Linked DNA regions of Mus musculus: region 2 is linked to region 1. Evidence: chromatin contacts called from public HiChIP or PLAC-seq data. All regions are on one chromosome and are shown on one strand. The core of a region is the stretch at or near the end of the contact, and the rest is flanking DNA. Distances in the headings are between cores, read along the strand shown.

Region 1 (3,126 bases), core at 560-3,059:
AGTGCCATCTCTAGCACAAATACAATATGAATTTATGTAGGACGCTGAGGTGGGGAAAGTCCGAGGCCTGAGAATCCATGGGGTCGATCTCTGAGCATTTCAAAGAGGGGAAGGGCACTGGGTTCTGGGCAGTGGCCAAGCCTCCCGTTTCCTTAGCCTCTCTGGGGGTGAGCAAGTCTGGGGATACTCTCTGCTCCCAACCTGTTGGGAGTGGGTTCTGAGGAGCAAGAGAGACCCTCCTGGGCTGGAGACACAGGGCAGCAGGGTGCTGTGGATATACTGTTGACCTATTAGGACACCAAGCTTCAGCCCAGCCCTACCCTATCTGGAGACTGAAGAGTGCAGACTTCCTGCTTGTCCTGTGCTGGGCTTGCCATGTTGGCCGCTTGCTTAGCCAGTTGTCTTATGTATGGCTGAGGCATTCAACTCTGTCCACCCTCCAGTCCATAGTTCCACTCACTCCCTGGCAATCCCAAGGCCTCCCATGGTGGCCCGTTGCCACACCCTGGCCTGCCAGCCTAGGACACACCTCCACTTCAGCCCCTCTTCAGGCGCCTCTCAGACGCCTACAGGCAACCCTGTGCCCTCCCTCTTCAGACTTTGGTTCCTGTGAAAATGAACCGTGAATTTAACTCTTGGGAGAGAAATCATAGAAACCAGGAAAGGGGACCCCTGGGGAGGGGTTAGTGAGTCACATCTTTATGGGTATTTTTCAAATTTTCCAATGGGAGTTTGGAGAACAACGGCCTTTTGGTTGCCAACTTGGATTTGCCTTTCAGCCATGTTGCTGCCTCAGCGGCCTCTTCCTCCTCCTCCTCCTCTTCTCTCCACATCCCTTTCTCTTTCTCTCTCCAGGATCTGACTCTAGCTTTAGCTGGCTCAGAGCTTAAGGCCTGAAGCTGCATGACCCTGAGCTACAGCGATCTGCCGGTCTCTGGGTGCTGGGTTTAGCATAGCGCTCCACCAAGCCCCACCCATGCTGGATTTCCACAGGCTTAATTCTAACTACTCGTCTGTACCTACTTCTAAGTTCTGCTTTGGTGTCTGGGATCCTCTCTTTTCCCTCCCTTTGTAGACTTGTGCAAAGGGACTTCTGGAAAGTCCCTCCTGTGGTCTAGTTTTTGTCTCTCCTCAGCAGATTACCCATATTGTCTCTGCTTCTGGGTAGACACATGGGGATCGAAAGTAGAGTTGGGGACTTTGCCCCTGGGGTTACTCTGTCCAAATCTCCAAACCTTAAAGACAACCATGTCTTAGCCTCAGGAGTTTCCTTCCCCCGAGATCTTCTTGCCAACCCTTCCTGCCCTGTCTGCAGAGGGCCAGGTACGGAGGAGGGTGAGATCAGGCTGTGGCTTCAAGAAGCTTTGCAGAACAGGGGCCTCACATTGAGGAAGTATGCAGAGAAGAGAGTCTGCAGCAGATCCTTTGGGTCCTGGGCCCCATAGCTCTCAACATACCCCGTGCTAGCGCCTAGCCTAGTGTCACAGCCTCTGGAAGAGGATTTATTCAGCATCCAGTTCAACTGGGGAAATGGGGAGGGGCACCTGAGGAGAGCGAGAAGATGGTGCTTTTCTCAAGAAGGTTCGGGAAGGTGGCTCCTGCCCCTAGTCCAGCCTGGTCTGCAGACCCTGAGCCGCCTGACTGTCCTTAGATGCTTCCTCGGGGTTCCTAGATTAGCTGTCAGTCATCTCCCGGCCCGCCCGCCCCCCCCCCCCAGCATCTGACTAATTCTTCCCAGCTTGTATGGCACATCCTGCCCCTGCTGTACCCATGCCAGCGACAGGCCACATCACATGGACTACATCTGGCTCCATTGGACACACCCTTCCTCCCCTCTTTCTCCCCTCTTTCTCCCCTCTTTCCCAGGGCCAGAACTTCTCAGACCCCCGCCCCCACCACCCCATAGAAGGCTCTAATGGCACGCTCTCCCTCCTCCTGCCCAGACATCATCCTGACTTCCCCTCAGCGTGTCTTCCCTCACTCAGTCCCTGCCTCCTGGCAGCCCACTCCCCCCTCGAGAAGGGGGCACTCATTACACAGCTTCTGTTCCCCAGAGCTAACTGGAGCGCAGGGAAAGCCTGCAATTAAAAATTTCCCCTTGTTCAGCTAGCTCTCCTGCCTGTTGCCAGTTGATATATGGTGCACAGGGCCAGTTGAGCCTCCAGGACTCAGGTGAGGGCCAGAGCGAAGTCTAAGGCTCACCTTCCAAGCCTGTTTTTTTTTTTTTTTTTTTAAAGGAGGGTTGGGGCGGAGCCTGGAAGAGCCTCCAGCTATTGGCCTCCATCCTCCTTCCTGCCTGCCTAGCAACTGTTGTCATCGGGTAAATATTTGCCCCACCAAGATCTGGGACTGATGTACTGGAGTCTGGCAGAGTAGTTGCCCCTCTCCTCAATTCTGTCTACCCAGCTCTCCACTTCAAAGTCTGGGCCTGCACTGCAGATGTGGTCCAGGCCCTCCATCACGGCAGAATTCCCCACAGCCTTCTCTTTCCTTCCTCTGGCCATTCTTTCCCTCTTCCCTGTGCTCAACTCTCGCTGATTCACCCTCTACTTCCTGACCCATCAGACACTCTCAGAGACTGAGTAAGGGCTTAGCCCAAGTCAAAGGGTTCTCTTCCCCTGCATATCTCTCTCTCTCTCTCTCTCTCTCTCTCTCTCTCTCTCTCTCTCTCTCTCTCCCTCCTTCTGACTGTGGATCCTTTGACAGTGTTGGTGCTTGCTGGGTCTTGGGATTCTATCCTCCAACAGGAGGTGTGTGTGTCCTGCATCGAAATGTCCTTCATTCCAGTAAGCTCCTGGGAAAGAAAAGAGGCACTGAGCCCCATATAAGCCAGGCATTCCCCCATTAGGAAGCCAGCGCCATATTTTACCTCCTCTGAGGTAGGCTTGAGGGAATCACAGGAAAGAAGCCACCCTAAACCTCCCTGAGCCTGGGGGTCACATCTAGCGAGGGGCCTGTTTTCACCTATGACCTGACTCTCCTCTCCAGTCAGGGTCTGAACTTCTGCAGTTCCTTTTTTCTCTTTGTCTGCCACTTCAGGCCAAAGTGCTTAAGGGTACCCTGTGAACTCTGAGCTTCCCAGACTTAAATGGCCAGTGGGTATCCCTCCAGGGCAGGCATTGGGCT
Region 2 (3,028 bases), core at 188-2,687, 760 kb before region 1:
GAGGTTTGTAGCCCGGCCCTGACTGCATCCTCCCCATCCCTGGGGCAACATTCCCTGGAGCTGTGCCAACAGGAGGACTGAAGCAGCCTGGTTTTAGAGTGTAGCTGTAAGGGCAGTGCCCGTGTGTACAGTCTGTGGAGTTTAGCTTAACGGGCAGGGCCCACATGTACAGTGTCTGTATATAAATGTGCTGTATCTGTTCATTTCTATGACTGCAGGGTTTTTTTATACAGTGTTTTTGGATTCATAATAAATTGATGGTTTTTTATGGACATGCTTTTCTGCCCCACCATGTTGATTTGTGACCAGTGTCCCCATTGTGTGTTAGGCTCTGTGCTAAACAGAAGCAATGGGGGGGGGGTGTGGGGGGGGGCAGGTATAATGCAGAGCTCCTTTTGCGGCTGAGGTGGGAAGGTTAAAAACTTGAGACTGCATGAGTAACTCAGACCTTGCCTCAAACTCAAAAATAAAAGGCTGGAAATGTACCCCAAGAAGTAGAGGGTTACCTAACGTGTGTCAGCCCTGAGTTCAGTCCTCAGGAGCACAAAACATAAGTAGCCAGGCATGGTGGCTCCTGCCTGTGACCCCAGCACTCAGAAGGTTGAAGCAATGTTGCCAAAATTCCAATGCCAGCCTGGGCTACAGTGTGAGACTTTGTCTCACCAAAACAAAACAAAAAAAGTAAATAAAAGACAAAATAAATAAATGGCTAGGATCAGTCTTACCAGGCTAAAGGAGTTTACTCCTGAGGGTTCTGCACAACTCCCTGCAAGAGTGGGCTATAGATTCCTCTCCGCACCCACTCTTTGTTCTTCCTGTCCAACTTCACCAGCCTCGAGCGCTGGGCTTTGGCACACCATGCAGGTACTCATGCTGTCTGGGTGAGTCAGGGAGCTGGATGCCAGCTGAAGCATGTGCGCTGCCCCACCAGCAGAGCCGCCTGGGAGGCTGGGAGGGAAAGTTCCCAGCAGCAAGTATGTTGGAACAGGGGGCCAGGGGTAGGCTTGTCCTTGGATAGGGCAGGTCGTGTAAGAGAGGACATCTGAAAGAGGATGGCAATTCCTGCTTTTGGGGGACAGACTGGAAAGAGGTTTCAATAACCTCCAGGAAAACCCTCCCAAAGCTGGGTAACCAAGGTTCTGATATGAATTGGGGGCGCGTTGAAGACCTGTGAGACTAAATTTGAGGTTTGTGGTCCAGCACACAAAAGCATACAAGAACCCAGAAGTTGAGGCTAGTGGTCTCGATGATGCAAGGGGTGCGCAGTGTGAGGAGGGGTCGGATCGGGGACAAATGCAGGGGCACTACTAAAACCACTAAACGCAATCTGAACAGCACGATCAGGACCCAGGCCCGCACATTACAGCAAACCACCCGGCCAGCACGCGGCGCTGGTTTGGCTGGGTCCCCAGTTCCGGTGAAGTTCGGGCGAGGGCGGGTTCCGGCGCGGTTCCACGGGGAAGGGCGGAGCTTCGCCTTCCGCAGCTCCGGGTCTGAGCTACTGGAACTCCGCGCTGGGCTAGGGAACCGGCTCCGGTGGGATGGAGGCGGGCGGCGTGGCAGACTCTTTCCTTTCTAGTGCCTGCGTGCTCTTCACCCTGGGCATGTTCTCCACTGGCCTGTGAGAGTGTGGATGGACTGGGCTGGGGCAGGAAGTCAAGAAATGAAAGCGGGCAAGAGACGTGGCTGCAATATCTTGCTGCTTTTGGAACCCAGAATAATAGTGGAATAGGATTGGATGATTTGAGGTCCAAGGCGAGGCTGCCTCTTGGCCTGAGGGGGGAGATCTGCTTGTCGTTCAGGATGATTGGTAAACACCGAGAAATCTTTTACCCACTCCTAACAATTTCCTTTGGATCCCTTCCAGCTCGGACCTCAGGCATATGCAGAGGACACGGAGCGTGGACAACATCCAGTTCCTGCCTTTTCTCACCACGGATGTCAAGTGAGAGTGTTGTTGGCTGTGATGGGAAAGGCTGAGGGAGGTGCAAGAGATCCCTGGAGACCTGCTGCAACCCCAGCAGCCCCTTGGACCTTAATCCTCCTTCCCTCACAGCAACCTGAGCTGGCTGAGTTACGGAGTCTTGAAGGGAGATGGGACCCTTATCATCGTCAATAGCGTGGGGGCCGTGCTTCAGACTCTTTATATCCTGGCATATCTGCACTACAGTCCTCAGAAGGTAGAGGCCCTCCCTTGCACTCACCTCCACCCCACACCTGGCCATGTTGGCAGAGCATATAGTTCTATTTCCTGGAAGATTAGTGGGATGGCATTAATTCCCTTTCCTAGAAGGCCCTTCTGGTTCTCCTGCCCATGAAGTCAACCCTTTAAAATGCACACAGAGCCACCCACCCTCCCCTTGTTCGAAATGCTGGTGGCTTACCCAACCCCGTGGTGTCAAGATATCCTGTGCTCCCCCAACAGGCTGGGGGAAGAGGGCTATACTGTCTGATAGTTCCTTTAGGGTTAGGACCAGGGCCAATGGCTAAGAATGGCCATTCGCTCTGCTTCCCCACTCAGTCACACTAACATTTATTGGTCTCTTATTGTACATGTATGTGAAGCTCACATGAAAAGGGGAGGGATCTAAAAATGGCTCTCCCCTTCCCTGGGGATCTCCAGTGTTGTGTGGCTGAGATTTCTCTCAAATAACTGAGTGGTGAGAGGCTGACGTGAAGGCCGGGATAAAAGTTGATTTCCCCATTAGAGCATGGCAGAAGACAGGAGGAGGCAATTCCAGCAGAGAGATGAGTGTTCTGGGTACAGATGCATGTAAGACGCCTCTCCCCTGCAGCATGGTGTGCTCCTGCAGACGGCAACCCTGCTGGCTGTCCTTCTCCTGGGTTATGGCTACTTTTGGCTTCTGGTGCCGGACCTTGAGGCCCGGCTTCAGCAGCTAGGCCTCTTCTGTAGCGTCTTTACCATCAGCATGTACCTCTCCCCACTGGCTGATTTGGTGAGTAGGGGTGGCCAAGAGGTAGGGGAGATGCGGAGAAGGGCTAGGCTCCCTGAGCCAGGGACTGGCTA

Evidence for each region. HiChIP or PLAC-seq counts read pairs in DNA pulled down with a chosen protein or histone mark.
Region 2: a contact with region 1 is called in an HNF4G HiChIP or PLAC-seq map of pancreatic cancer cells. The contact joins the promoter of Slc50a1 here to the enhancer-like site in region 1. A contact is called at or near these places in 3 of 39 promoter capture datasets (cranial neural crest and liver) and 2 of 115 datasets of contacts at active chromatin or transcription factors (pancreatic cancer cells and trophoblast stem cells).

Annotation. Positions count from the first base shown.
Region 1 is chr3:88,511,859-88,514,984 of GRCm38.p6, reverse strand. No RefSeq gene overlaps it. Among named protein-coding and RNA genes, the nearest start is that of Lmna, 10 kb to the right of the region's middle. Within about 2 kb of position 1,809, at least 118 of the 459 cell types and tissues checked have an H3K27ac peak or open chromatin away from gene starts, as enhancers often do. A contact at or near this core is called in pancreatic cancer cells, where this site is marked.
Region 2 is chr3:89,268,979-89,272,006 of GRCm38.p6, reverse strand. It overlaps Slc50a1 (solute carrier family 50 (sugar transporter), member 1), which reads left to right and starts at 1,437. Exons shown (of 6, transcript NM_009057.3): 1 at 1,437-1,621; 2 at 1,868-1,945; 3 at 2,057-2,180; 4 at 2,796-2,957. The coding sequence starts at 1,542. It overlaps Efna1 (ephrin A1), which reads left to right. Exons shown (of 5, transcript NM_010107.4): 5 at 1-277.